2 separate regions of the Arachis hypogaea genome follow, and region 2 is linked to region 1. A link is a contact called in public Hi-C data. All regions are on one chromosome and are shown on one strand. Each heading gives the region's core, a stretch centred on a gene start, on an enhancer-like site or on the middle of the called end of the contact. The rest is flanking DNA. Distances are from core to core; before and after follow the strand shown.

Region 1 (7,734 bases), core at 2,238-4,737:
GTAGGGTACATAGCACTCAAATTTTACTATGATTACCTCGTCTTCTTCGCTTCTTAACCTGCCGGCTAATTGAGCAAATAAATGTTGGATCCTGGGGAGCTTTCTTATCATTTTCTTTGGCTTAATTACAACCTTTTCACACACTCCCTGTTGAAAAAAACAACAACCAGATGCAAGTTTTATCCTTATCATAATCATAACCATGGAAGGTCCAACATAACTACAAGAAGATGGAAAAGGTAATATGGTAAATTAAACTGTACATTGAGTTCAGCATTACACAAAAACAAAATACAGCCATTGTCAATGACAATTTGTTTTGTATTTAACTTAGCGAATGCTAATGCGCTCGGAAGAAAGTAAGGAGTGTAGCCCTCTTTGAACTCCATAAATCTTAAATCCTAAAACCTAAATTATGAACTCTAAATATCTGAACCTAAATTCTAAATTCTAAACTTTAAATCCTAAATCATAAATTCTAAATTTTAAATTTGAGTCATTGATATAAAATATAATAAATAAAGAACTAAGATTTGTCAAGTTAACAAGGAGTGCAGCACTCCTTACCTACAAAAAGTGAAATTAACCGAGAAAAAAAAGTCAAAGAAACTCACCTCTAATTTTCTTCTTATGGTATCTCTTACTATGGTGAACTCAATATCATCCTTTGGACTGTAAATATGTGAAGAAACTTATACAACAAATTTGGGGAGCTAGACACAATGAAAATAGTGGTAACCACAGGCATCAAGGAATATAAGTTAACCTTGTAAGCAAGTCAAGTTCTATTTGACGATCCAGTGCCATCGACACTCCTCTAGCTCGAGTTCCAGCCAAAGCCTCACTAGTAATGTGGAGCCATTTTCTGTGAAATAGTTGCTCTGGCTATTCATCAAGTTCATAGAAATTAAAATGGCAACAGAGCAGAAGAATTCATCATTGTTGATATTCACCGAATATTTCTTGAACAGGTTATCCATTGGATGACTCTCAAATTAAGAAAACTAACAACAAAGTGAAATTCATCTTCTGATATATAAATTCTGGAATTTTCAGCATGTAGAATGCAATGAAATAAGTTATAGACTTACTGTATTTCCGATAAATGCAGGTGCATTTGGCGGCTGAAGGAGAAACTGGTATGCATTTTCGCTCTCAACCTACACACATTTGAAATTCATTACTTCTTGATGCCAAGACACCATTTTAAGTGTCAAAATTCAAAGAAGATTTCAATACCGTTAAGCAAGCTAACCACGTAAGCGGATCAATGTTAGTAGTAGGCACTACTCTTGTACTACGAGCCAGCACAACCTGAATTTCCAATATAACAAAGATGAATTTTTTTTTATTTGACCAAGGAAAATAGTACTCATATATATATAAGATAAGAGGTAAAAAAAATAAATTTGTAATGTAGTACAATTCTTAGAATCCTATCTTGAACTACCTAGTTGATTATAAAAACAGTAATCGACATAGCACGCATATAAGACAGAATGATTACACATGGTTAAAGAGAGTGTTTTCAAATGAATTCTTGTGACGCAAGTTATGATATCAATGTAAGAAATCAAAACATGGTCGGAAAAATTATAGGTTTACCTTGGTTAGTAAGGAGTTGTTTTTCTTTATCATCTCCAAAGCTCTGTTAACAGCAATATCCCAATATATTTTACTTGGAATATCATGGCTACTTAGTATTAATGTTGGAGGAGCTTGTTTCGGAAACCTCACAATCGAAGCAGAAACCTGCAGCCCAAAATTTTAGTTTGAACTCTGAACTAAATCTCTGCCTAATAATAAGTAAAGTAACAGAATCAATTTGGAATCACCTTGCTAAGGGTTTCTTGGAGAGCATTGATTGCATCTTCCCAGGACCAAGAAATTGTATTGTCCCACGCAATGGTCGTAGTGAGCATCGATCCTCCTTCAAGCTCATTAAACTCAACCTGTCAATTTTTTTGGGCTTGGTATATCTAGCTGCTGATGCTATAAATACTATCAACAATGGAATAAGTAATTAGTGGTTTTTTGAAAGAATGCAATGTATGCACCTGAGGAATCACGAAGTAGAAAGAACCGAAAGGCAGCCACTCTGATGACACCTTAGCTTTTGCGTTGAATCGGATGGCTCCGTATGCACGAATCAATGGGCAGCTCTCAGAAAGAAACCTTGAAAGTAAGTTGTTTTATCAGGAACTAAACACAAGCAAAACAATAATAAGCATTCAATGGAGCAATGGTGCCGGGGGATATTAGAGTCATGAAAATTTATTATTTTTTATTATTACTTAATAATTAACTTATAATATATTTTATTTTATATTTTAAAAAATTAATAATTAATTAATAAATAAAATTAATAAATTTTAATAATTATCTAATATTTAAAAAAAAACAAAAAAAGTTGTGAGGTCACATGGCGTGTTAAGGGACACGGAAACAACCAAATAAAAAAAATAAGAGGAATGCTAGAAACCAGCAATTTTTATGATTTGTAGCCATCAAATAGTCATCAATGATAGTTTTAATGGTGTGAGATGAATGTTCATCTAATGACTCACTTTTCTTTGTTAGTTACATGTTGATTAGAATTTAACAAAGTTGCTGTTCTCTAGACTTTTTCAAAAAATAAATAATAGAAGTTTGTTTGTTGAAGGAAAAAAAAATGACTTACCTCCTAATGGATATCCAATCCCAATAGGAAAAGGGGTGTGGCTGGCAAAAAGAAACGGCAGAGCCAACACCGGCAACGCTAACCAAGCTTCTGCCATTAGAGTCAAAAGAATTGTGTTCCCTGCCGGAGAAGAAGCAGCGAGGAAGGAGCAGGTGGTTCTGTGAGTGGAGCCAATCAATGGCCTCAACCTCTTCCTCCTCAATGGGGACCTGCAGCCTCACTATGCCCGAAGAGCTCCGATATGGAGGCTCTGATTTCATCTTAGAAATCGTCATTTTCAGGCTGTACAAAGCCATTGAAGTTGTTGCAACCGGTTCCAACGTTTGTGTCTCTATTGTCCCAACAGGCCCTCTTGACTGTCCTTTTCTGCAGCCATTCATTGAAAGATAGCATCCATGGCACAATGGTCTCTGAACAATCACCAATAACAAAATAAAAACATATGACTAGTGTAAATATTAAAGATAGCGACATAATTAAGAGGAATTTTGGAAGACAAAGAAAGAATTAAAAGTGAGAGAGGAGTATTACTTGGTGAAAATGAAGAGTGTAAATAGAGTGTTGCTTCTTGGAGAGAGGAAATAAGAGGAAGGTGTTTGTGCATTTTGTGAGAGACTTGTGAGCAGAAGCTGTTGCCATAAGTGAGTTTTAGTATGTGTGAGGGAGCATAAGAGAGAGAGGGTGTGTGTGTGTGTGTGTGATGAAATGGTGGCTAGCTTGTGTTGTAAGAAAATGTGAGAGGATATGATATGATATCGAACGAAATTATATGGATTTTATAGGTGGGACTCGACATTCATTTGACTCTAGAGTCTGGAGGATGACCTTTTAATCTTTTATATATTCCCTCCATGATTTCAATTGGATTAGAGTGTTTTTATTTTCCTATTGAACTATTGAAGATTACACGTGTATGTTACTCCCTTTGTTTATACTTGATAGTTTTATCTATATTCTCAAAATCGAACCGAAGATGAAAGAGATTTAAAAATTCAACTTAAAATAATATATTTATTTATGAAATATATAATTAAAAAAAATGGCTTTTTAAATAATTATTTAAATCAATTCAACCGATTAATTAATTTTTTCAGTTTTTGGCTTATTTTGTTAAACAATTTTACCAAAGTTACAAGAACCAAACCGTCAATAAATTGATCAAGTTACTAATTTAACGGTTTAATCATCCAACCAAAATCAAAATATAATTGAATCGGTTTAATTAAATATAAAATAAAATTATTAAAAATTTAGTATATAATTTTAAATATTCAAATTACAATTTTTAAGTTAATAAAATTTAAAATTTTCTAATTTTACATAATAACTTATCTATATTTTATCATTAAAAATTCATAAACAAACTCAAACATTAAAGTTCATGAAAAATATCAAAACATAATTTATAATCAGCAACCCTACAACAAATAAGAAACTAATTTAGAATAAGAATAATAGTACAAAGTTAACTCTAAAATTTGACAACAATCAATAATAATTAACTCAACAAAACCAACAATTAACATTAACAATAATTAAAAATTAAAAAAATTAATTAACTTAAAAACACAACCATTAACTCAGAAAGAAAAACAATCAACAATAAAAAAAATTAACTCAAAAAACCAATTAACTCACAAATATAAAATTGAAGAAGCGAGGGAGAGCTTGAAGAGAACCTCAATGACACAAGAAGAGAACCGCGACTGTGTGAATGCCGGCAGTAACGTGAGTTTTCGACAATAAAAAAGGCAGTGGGAGTGAGTGTGGATATTGGGTAGGAATATGAACTCTTATTTTGATTCCTCAACATATGCGGCTTGGGTGAGGGTGAGAGAGAGTGCGGTCAGAAAGAGAGAGAGAACGATGGGAAACCAAAAAGCGCCGGGAAGAAAATGAACGTGTCCGTAGGTTCTATGCATGTGAGTGATGCCGACGGGAGAAGTGGGAGGCTCAGTTGAGACTAGTCCGGTGATGGCGACGGCACCCTCTGACTGACGAAGTGTAGCTCGGCAGTAGAGAAGGTGGGGGTGAGTGGTTGTAGGCTTCTCTGATGTATGAGAGACTAATGAGGTGAGACATGAGATGTTGTATTGTCTTACTGGGTTTGCAAATTTTTTATTTTTTTAAGGGTAGAGTATTATTTTAGTATCAATCTTAGGGTCAAATCTTAATTTGATCCCTAACGTTTTAACCTAAGGTTTTAAACGTTTTATTTTTGTTTTAAAAAGTTTGAAACAAGTTTAATGTTGTCTTACCATTAAATTTGATATTAATAGTTAACGGAATGAGTAATGTAAATATTAATAACGTTACTAGTTAAGTTATATATTCTTTCATGCGCTAGAAAAACATAATCAAAATCTTCTTGTAATACTTCTTCTCCTCAATATTCATTTTATACAAAACTTCAAATTCTAACAATCAATTATCAACGCTCCAAAATAAAAAGAAAAACTCTTATATTAGTGATTGTTGGTTGATCGATTTTACTTAGATACTAAAATCGAATGATATTGCCTCTTTAATATGCGAATTGTTTACGTCAAATTTAATGGTGGGACAAAATAATACTTTACCCTTCTTTTATTAGTAAAATGACCTTACATTGCATATTTTTAGTGAACCGAACAAACTCCAAAAAATTAGATCGGTTCATATAATTCATCGATTAACCGTTGATTCGACCATTTTTTACTGATTTTTTGCTAGATAATTTTTCACCTTAATCGAATTGATCAAAAAATTGATTTTCGATTAATCCAGTTGAATTGGACGGTCCGATTTGATTTTCATAACCGTAATTTTTACTACAAACTAGTGTATGTTTTTCGTACCTTGAACGGGATATATAATACATAAAATTATATAAAAAAATTATTAAAAAATTAAATAAAATATATGTAGTAATTATTATTATAAATATTTTACAAAGTTATAATTAAAATCAAATTCTCAAGACTTTTAATATTAAAATATTAAAAATAATTAATATTTGTCTTAATCAATTTAAGTTTGTTGAGTGATCATCTCACTCGTCCACTTAAACAACTATTAAGAGTTAGAATCTCGTCTTGTGTGTGTAGCAATCCATTGGCTAGCAATAAATCCTTAATAAATGGAGCATCAATACGTGGTTAGATTTGACAGGAGTACCCAAATACGTGGGTACCCAACCCGTCTATACCCGGTTGGGGAGGATAATAACTTGATCTGAGTCGGGGCTGATTTTGCTCAGGACAGGGTATGGTTGGGTTTAGGGTGTACCCGCCCCAGATATATACATATAAACGCTTTTTAGGAATTAGGATTTGCCTCACATCACAAATTCAGTGATTCACAACTTCAGTCTATACTCTATCGCCATGCAAGAGAAACCTAGTCATCCTCACTCAGAGTCTTCTTCTTCTCGGCTTCTTCACAAAAATCCTCATAGCTCCCGTCATCGTCGTTGCTGAGCCCATTGCTGCCTACCCCTTTACAGCTCTCATCTTCCTTCACAACTCATGTTGCCATCACTGGTTATTATGAGCCTAAGCATTGTCCTTGCAGTTTCATCTCAGTCTATCACCGAATAAAATAGAATTTTTATTCAAGTTGGACCAGTTGAAAATAGGCATGCATGAGATTGTTTTTTCATGTCAGAATTTTCTCATCCAAATTTGATCTATGTGGTTGAGTATTTTAGTATGGTGATCATCGTGGTTTCGTTACGACACTAATGTGATAAAAACTGCGGTAATTTCATAAAATTTATAGAATGTGATTATCTCAGAAAAATATATATGTATAGCCTAAATGAAAGATTGTTAGAAAATTATTATTTCTTAATATATTTATGGGCAATTCATATGTTAATTATAATCGCAAATTAAGTAATTTCACATTAAATGGCTTATATAACGGTGATCTCATTTATTGTCATAAATATTGAATTAAATAAGTCATTATTACTTTTGATTTGGATAAATGAGATTAAAACTATAGATACTATTTTATTTGAGTTTTAGGGTTTAATGAGTGTCACATTCAAATATAAATAATGACTTCAGGATTTTGGTCTCCAACACATCAAACTCGCCTCCGTAGCTCTTTTTTCATAGTGAAGTTGTGATTTAGCTCTATCAAAAATACAGAAAGTTTTGGTTGACGAAGATCAAATAATCACAAGAGCCAAGCTCCCTGATCTCAATCATGCTCTCGAATGAAAGGACGCTTCCGCTTTCTCAATTATATTTCTTAATGATTTAACATGGATGATCTTGAGGTTGAGAAATCATAAAATTTTCAGATAAAATAGAATTTTTATTCAATCAAATGATGATAAATAAATTTATTGAATTAAATTATATTAATGTGATCATTGGATGATAAAGAATGTTAGAAAAATAAATAAATAATATTTTAAGAGTATAGAAAGATTAAATTGTCATTTCAATTTACTTTTTTAATCAACAACAATAAATACCTTAAATTAATTAATTTTTTACAAAAAATTATATACTTAAAATTATTTCATTTCTTCAAAAATCTTTTGAACATACAATGGTTCAATGAGAGGTTGACTATTGAGAATTGAATATAATATTTTTAAATTCATATTTTCAATAAAAAGATGTACTTAGTTCTATCCATCCTAAATAATTCTATATTCACCATTACTTATCCATCTAAATAATTCTAACATTGATAGAATATTGTTTTTAGATGCAAAAAATTTAAAATATATTTATTCTATTTCAAAAATTAATATTCATATTTAACTTAGAAATTCAACAACAAATATGGCAAAAAATATTACATTTTTAGTTAAAAAAGTAAAATATCTACAAATATATTTTTGTGCTTTAGCTTTAAATTTTTCAAAAAAATTTAGCAAGTTAATGGAATCAAATCATATTTCTATAACGTATGTAAGAATGTATATTACACATAAATAAAAATGTTAGGTGTAAAAAGAACAAATACATAAATTAAAGTAAAATAGAGAAAAATAAGAACTAATAAAATATTGAAGGAAAGAAATATAAATAGAAGAGAAACAAAATTATTAA
Region 2 (7,734 bases), core at 2,547-5,046, 330 kb after region 1:
TCTCTGAATGCTGTAATTCTTCACGCCTTGCAGCACTGCCTCTTTGCTCTTGAATCTGTAACCAACCCAAAACTCCACACCATCGGTGGTGTTGTAATCATCGGCCCCCATACTCGAATACGGAGTTTCTTCGTGTATCACATCCAAATCTAATGTATGGTAGTGGCTGGGTACAGATAATAACTCTTGAATTGGATGCGGAGTAGACAAAAGGTATTGAACTGATCCACCAACAGGAGTTTCTGGTATGAACTCATTATTGTCGTCATCATCGTCATCCACTTTCTTGGCTATCGGCAACGTACTCTTCGTCGGATTCCTCATCCTCAACGTCTATGTCCTGCACGGGACTAGCACAGTGCAACAGTCGTGGTGCCAAAGGAGGGTCATTCGATACAAAGTTCGAGCCGCCAGAACCACCACCACTAACATCACGAACCTCCGCAAAAAGTTTCATCACTTGTTCAACCATAATTCTCCCGTCACGTCAAACATTAGGCGTACATGCTCATCGCCATCGAGCTAGAACAGACGAGACCGAAATACACTATTTTTCTATCGATGCTAGCATCCTATACCCAACTCTACCAACCTCTTTTCTCTCCCCCATTGCTGACGTGCGTCAATATCATACTCTTTAACTCGGACAACAAATTTGCTCTTCGAGTTCAGAACAGTGTAGGACTCTCACACTCAAATATATTCTCACTATCATTATTTTTCATCAGACAGTTGGAAGACACCATCACAACGAAGAAACCATTACCACTAGACAATTTTTTTAGAAGTTTTTTGAAGAAAACGAAAGAAAAGGAAGAATTGAGAGATTTGTGTGGAATACCATCGATTTCCTGATCTTTTTATAATAGGTTGATTTTGTCATATTATATCTCGTTTATTGTGTAAACATTTTACATTACCACGTATCTTGTTTACAGTGTAAACGAGATAAATATGACCATATTTCATTTACACTATGTCCATGCTTATCTCGTTTATAATGTAAAGTAGTCCCCGCGAAGCTTTCGGGAAGAGGGGTAGTCTTGTGCATAAGCATAGCATTTCTGGTCGAACCCGCTCAACCCAACTAAGACGAACCGAACCTGACAAACACATCCTTTTCCTTTTGGGAGGGTACTCCGAGTAGTGGTTACCTCGTAGGACCTCGACCCACCTACTTGGGTCTTGTATGGATATGCAGGAAGGGGAGCTCCTAGGTGTGTGTAGGGGCTGTGTTTGTTCGCGAGAATGGATTCCTCGTCAAGTCAGTTTGGGGGGTGTGGACACACTTGCGTGAATTCGAGTAACGGCTACAAGGGAGAAATCAAAAGGAAACTGTACCCAACTAGGGATGGACGTAAAGTCGTAAGCTACCGAGGGTACGGATAATCGTCCACGTCTTGTTGTGAAAAAAAAGCCGCCCCGCCACAGCGGGCGGGTTGGTTCCTCTGTCGTCGCCGGGGAGCTCTTGGTGAGGAGACCTTAAGCGAAGTTGCTATAACAAATGGGAGGATCAACCCGTTCAGTAGAATTATAAAGAAAGACTGTTGGCAGCAGGCAGAGACATTTCTTTGGCCCCCTTAAAAAAAAAAGGAAATGCGGGCATGGTTAAGCTCGGTAGAGGGTTCGAGATGAGAATAGGTCCTGTCTTTAAGATTCAAATAAGAAAAGGGTTCCAAACCTTTATGCATGCACCTTTGTATAAGTGCTGCATACAAGTTCTGGCCAGGATAAATTGGAAAAAAACCCATTTGAACCGCTCACATCACAGTAGTAGTAGCATAAAGCTGTAAGTCGGGAGGCAGCCATAAATAAAGGCTATTCACATCTCTCTAGATATCTAGAGAGAGAGATCCACTGTGTGAGCAACCCGCATAATAATAACAGGACGTTACGTGTGCTCTACAGGCCGCACTCCATCTTTCTTCCCAACGAGCCCTTTTTGTGATTTGGAAGACGGGCGTTGCGTTCGGTTCGAAGGGCATGGTTTTCAGTATGTCTCCAGATAAGGCCCCCACTAGTCCGGCTAGCTAGTGAGCGATTCTTTCGGGCGAGAAGTGGGCCGGGCCCCTATTCAATACAAAATGCGGGCCCGCAACGCAAGCTGCATTGTTTGCCACCACCCGAGAAGCAAAATGTTCGAGAGTCCAAGCTTAATATACATACATAGATAGTGGTCTAATGACAAAGGCCGGCGATGGAAGCTCGGGGCGGAGCCATATGATGCGGAAGTCTCACGTAAGGTTCCCTGAGAATGGAGTGGCTACCTACTGGAGCTTCGACCAACCACCATCGCTAAATTCCGCTTTGGGGCCACCCCTTACTCTATCATTATTATAGGGGTATGAGGCTCGAGATAAAGAAAGATCAAGGCAGCATATCCGTTTTTCCTTTATACTTTACTTGGATATGTTTTTATGCTATTAGCTATTCTGTTAATTCTTTTCCAAATAGGGACCGCCGATTTATAAATATCATTAACGACAGAATTTAGTGAGCGGCGTCAAATCTTTCTATGGATTGCTTCTTTCGTCGCTTTCGCCATCAAAGTACCTATGGTACCAGTTCATATTTGGTTACCCGAAGCTCATGTAGAGGCGCCTATGGGAGGATCCGTCATCTTGGCAGGAATTCCTTCAAAATTTGGAACCCACAGATTTTTAAGATTTTCAATACCCATGTTTCCCGAAGCAACACTTTGTTCCATTCCTTTCATTTATACTCCAAGCTTGATTGCGAGCAATGAATCTTATAAAAATTTCCTCGGGTCTCTATATATAAATTTATAAAAATGAAAAGCCCGGGTAGAAGCACAAGCAAAAGGAGAGAGGAAAAGTAGAAAAAGGAAGGGGGGGGGGGGAAGGAGACTCGCCTCAATACTTCCCACTGGACGAGAGGTGCACCTAACCCACCTACCCACTCATCAATCACGGTGTTCAGCTGACTTGTACTGATAGACCCTTATAGTATTGGAATTAGGCGCCCATCTTTTTACTGTTGTTAACTAATCTCTTCAATGTTCGATTCTACTCTATGTTTGAACATTTCTGTGAATGCTATTCTGATCTAAGTGGTCCTATTCTGTGTCCCATGCTAGGAAGCATTATTCCTATTCTCATTTCAAATTCAAGAATACGACCGACACGATTGATTGGTTTGTGTGCCTCTCTTATTACTTTTTTGTATTTCCTTGTTCCTCGGATACAATTCGATCCTTCTATAGCCAAATTTCAATTTGTGGAAAGCCTTTGATGGCTTCCTTATGAAAACATCAATTTTTATTTGGGTATAGACGATCTCTCTTTTTTCTTTGTGATATTGACCACATTTCTGATCCCTATTTGTATTTTAGTGGGTTGGTCTGGTATGAGAAATTATGGTAAAGAGTATATTACAGTATCTCTAATTCGTGAATTTCTAATGATCGTCGTGTTCCGTATACTAGATCCTCTACTATTCTATGTTCTTTCCGAAAGCGTGCTAATCCTTATGTTGTGCGGAGTTGAGCTTACAATGTAAATAAGATAAGTCATTTAATAGAAATCAGTAAATACTCTCAAATTAACGTATATTCGTAATTAAAATATTTATTTTATTTATTAAAAATAATCCTAAAACTGATAGATGAAATTAGATATTTTTGAATTTTTTTTGGTATCTAGATGTTTTTGAAGATGCTATGAAAGAAACTGTCTTGACCAAAACATAATTATAATAGTAGAAAAATGGAAAAGAATTGTAGGCCGAAGCCCGAGTCTGAGCCATATAACAAAGGCCCATGGCCTAACAGTCTAATGCCGAAAACTCCAAGTTTGGAATACCAAAAAAAAAAAAAAAAAATCCAAGTTTCTATTCGGTACTTCTTCGTTGTTCACTTGTTCCTCTTTCCACTTTCCACCACTCTCCCGAATCCTTGAGACGCTTCCCGAATCATTCACGCGCTTGCCACACGAATAAGTACCCCCAACCCCTTCGCGTTCCCAAAACCCTCTTCTTCATTCTGTTCGTGAATTTTAAAACCCTATTCGAAGTTTTCCCTCTTTTCTTGTCTTCTACTCTTTCTTCAATCGAGCAACAATGGCAAAAGAAGGACCTAACTGGGATGGATTACTCAAATGGAGCATTGCTAACTCCGATGGAACTCGCCCCACTCGCAATTTAAGGTACTTTCAATCTCTTCTTTTCTCTCTAAGTATGTTCTTCTTGTTGAGTTAGCTCGTTATAGTAAGTTTTTCCCCCTTTGATGCAAAAAGGGAAGTCGATGTTTCAATATTATTAATTTATTTTTGCATTTTTTAATAGTATTGTTAATTTTTGCTTAATGGAGTAAAGTGGGGTTTTATGCTTTTAATCAATATGAAGTTATGAATGGAGAGCCTGAAGACTGAAGTTAAGAATCAATCAATCTATTCTGATTCTTTCATTGAATAATTTAGAAGCTTAGGTTGCCTTTCTTTAGGGTTTTTATTTTCTGTTTTTATTTTCAGTGTTTTCTGTTTTTAGAATTTTGCCAACACAAAAGAGTAAACAGGAGATGAAAACAGAAACAGAAAATGCTGAAAATGAAAACAGAAGATAAAAATGCATCACACCTTTATCTTTTCCCTGGCTTTTTTTTTTTCCTGCAAGGTCACGTTCTTTTATCAATGAAGAGATTGATATTGATATTCAGCTGATTAGGGTGCGAGTTTCTTGATGTTATGAATATGTTTCTGTTGTTGAGAGGTATCAAGGTTTCATGTTTTGTAGCTATGGTTTATACTTTATAACATGCATTGTTGCATAGTTGTATTGAAAATTCTAGTATAAATGAAAGGGATACATTTATCTTTTAGAAGTTGAATATGGATGGGGATGGGCCCAAATATTATGGTTTGCTATGTTGGTTTTGTAATTTTGAAATCAGAGGAATATTAGCATACGGTTGTAGACAAAGTTGTATACTCCTTTGTGAAAATTTAGTTAGTTTTGTATATTTTAAGAGGAAATTGTTGTTCTCTCCCACCCCTACAAAAAAAAAAAAAAAAAAAAGAAGCAACTTCTGCGATGGTTTAAAAGGGGTATATGGGTAATTTCACTCGAGATGATGATTGATCATTGAGATCTTAAATTAGGAATTATGACTTGGTGAGTTTATTTAGTATGGATTATGGAACTATTATGAAATATAGAACTTAAGATTTTGGATTATTACTATGATTCTTCATACATGGTTTATTTTTTCCCCTTCTTCAAAATAAAAATAAAATATATACAATAGGCATGCTATATATATCATAGGATTTCCCTCTACCGTTGTTCAAATGCCAGCCATCCCATGTCCTGGGATCCCAACCTCCCAGTTTAGGTGATGTCCGGGATGTGACAAGATCTGGGATTGGCTAGTATTACCAGGGTCTGATTTTGTTAATTTCTGTACTGTGTAGTGAAGAGGATCGGAGATGGTTTATGGAAGCGATGCAAGCACAGACCATTGATGTTGTAAAACGTATGAAAGAGATTACCCTTGTAATGCAGACTCCAGAGCAAGTCTTGGAATCTCAGGGTGTTACCCCTGCAGACATTGAAGGTATCTGACATGTGAAAGCTACATAAAAAATAAAATAAAATTTACATTTAATATTTTAGTGAGTCATTTTCTTTCTTTTTAAATCTTGTACTGACTTGGGGTTTATCTCTATTTTAACTTTTTTTTTTTGACAGATTTGTTAGATGAGTTGCAAGAGCATGTTGAGTCGATTGATATGGCCAATGGTGAGTCTTTAGGATGCTTATAAACTTGGTCTGTTGTGTTGAATAGGATAATGACACTGCTTAAGTGATTATTAATGTGTGAAGTACTTGACATGTGTCAGCTTACGCTTGATGTTCATATATCATCTTCTATGCATTATTCACTGTATGATGCTGTGTCTCTCTTAAAATTTGGGCAATGAAGGGTCAATGGTAATTGGTAATCCATTATTTGAGTTGTACCGGCTTTGCAAAAATAAATGTTATTCATGGTGTCATGACTCATGTTGTTTTCAGTTGATGTGGTTTTTGCTATGCTTCTGTAGAAAAATATTGTTTGTCCTCTTATTTTTCTATGTGATGGCACTGCCGAAGTACCATTCTTCTGTTGTTAACCTTAACATCATTCCTTTTCTATGATTTTTGGTGCCTGTCTTATCTGCGGCTGAATAATATGGCTCTATGCTTCTGATTGAAAGAAATGTATGTCTCACTTATTTTCCTGGTTTGTACATATTTCCCAGATCTCCATTCAATTGGTGGGTTGGTTCCGCTTCTTGGTTACCTCAAGAACTCCCATCCCAATATTCGTGCAAAGGCTGCTGATGTTGTAACCACAATAGTCCAGAATAATCCTCGTAGTCAGCAACTTGTTATGGAAGCAAATGGCTTTGAACCTCTTATTTCCAATTTCACTTCAGATCCTGATGTGAATGTTAGGACTCAGGCACTTGGAGCAATCTCTTGTATGTAGTATTTTTTCTTTTTAATTTTTTTTCCCCAGTTTTAGCATATTCCTTGTAATCTTCATGACGTGTTTTTGTGGACTACTTGACAGCACTGATTCGGCACAACAAATCTGGCATAGCTGCCTTTCGTCTTGCAAATGGTTATGCAGCCTTAAAAGATGCTCTAACTTCTGAAAATGTGAGGTTTCAAAGGTAATTAAGGTTTTTCCTGATGAGTTTGTTTGTATAGAAATTTGTAATTTACCATATGATATCCATATTATTGGTCTGTAATTACAAAATGGAATAAATCTACACTGAAGTGTGTGAAAGATTTTTGTTTCAACACTTCAGTACTTTAAATTCATACACTTCAATTTTTGGGAGATTTTCATTTTGAGACTCGAGTAAAAAGATTTAATGCATACATTTTAGTCCTTGAAAGATCAAATGCATGCAATTCGTCCTGAAAAGAGGTCTTTTTGTATGAGTATAAAGTGTATGTAATTTAATGTTAATGCTAGTTAAAATAGTTTTAGGGGTTAAGGTGTATCTATTTAATCTTTAAACAAAAACTCTTGGAACTACAGTGTTGATGTGCTCTTCTTTTACTTATTGACTATGCTTTTTTGATGCTCATTACTTGTGATGGAATCTAATACCTAATCTTGGTCAATTTTCAATTTTATAGGAAGGCTCTCAACTTGATCCATTACCTTTTGAATGAGAATACTTCAGATTGCAGCATTGCAAATGAGCTAGGATTTCCACGGATACTGATGCACCTTGCCTCTAGTGAAGATTCAGATGTCCGAGAAGCGGCCCTCCGCGGACTTCTTGAGCTTACTCGTGACAAAAAAGAAGTTAAAAATGAAGCTTCCACAGAAGACGATGAGAAAATGAAGCAACTTCTTCAAGAACGAATAAATGGAATCAGTTTAATGTCAGCTGAAGACCTTGGGGCGGCCAGGGAGGAGAGGCAGCTTGTGGACTCCCTCTGGAGCACTTGCTTCAACGAGCCGTCATCTCTTCGAGAAAAGGGTCTTCTAGTTTTGCCTGGAGAAGATAATGCAGCTGCCCCTCCTGATGTCGCCAGCAAATTTTTCGAGCCACCCCTTCGATCTTCGTCCGCAAACCCCAATTCCAAGAGAGAATCCAAAAGTGAAAAGAAGGAGGCTCCTTTGCTTATAGGGCCAGGGCCGCCTCCTCGGAACAGCGACAATCAAGGTAGTTAGAGTAATAGAAAATGCAAGTTTTTCAGAGGGATACTTGT

What was found. A called contact is a pair of places that touch in the nucleus more often than the background predicts.
Region 2: a Hi-C map of leaf shows a contact between it and region 1, with 5 times the contacts expected there. The contact joins the promoter of LOC112727783 here to the promoter of LOC112727780 in region 1. A contact is called at or near these places in 4 of 8 Hi-C or Micro-C datasets (leaf and an unstated tissue).

What each region holds. Positions count from the first base shown.
Region 1 is chr12:96,398,395-96,406,128 of arahy.Tifrunner.gnm2.J5K5, forward strand. LOC112727780 (isochorismate synthase, chloroplastic) reads right to left here and starts at 3,488. Exons shown (of 15, transcript XM_025777679.2): 1 at 3,212-3,488; 2 at 2,681-3,090; 3 at 2,058-2,175; 4 at 1,836-1,952; 5 at 1,606-1,752; 6 at 1,240-1,314; 7 at 1,092-1,160; 8 at 767-885; 9 at 615-672; 10 at 37-147. The coding sequence starts at 3,319.
Region 2 is chr12:96,723,148-96,730,881 of arahy.Tifrunner.gnm2.J5K5, forward strand. It overlaps LOC112727783 (hsp70 nucleotide exchange factor FES1), which reads left to right and starts at 3,797. Exons shown (of 6, transcript XM_025777683.3): 1 at 3,797-4,163; 2 at 5,427-5,569; 3 at 5,704-5,754; 4 at 6,258-6,479; 5 at 6,572-6,674; 6 at 7,153-7,734. The coding sequence starts at 4,078. The coding sequence ends at 7,696.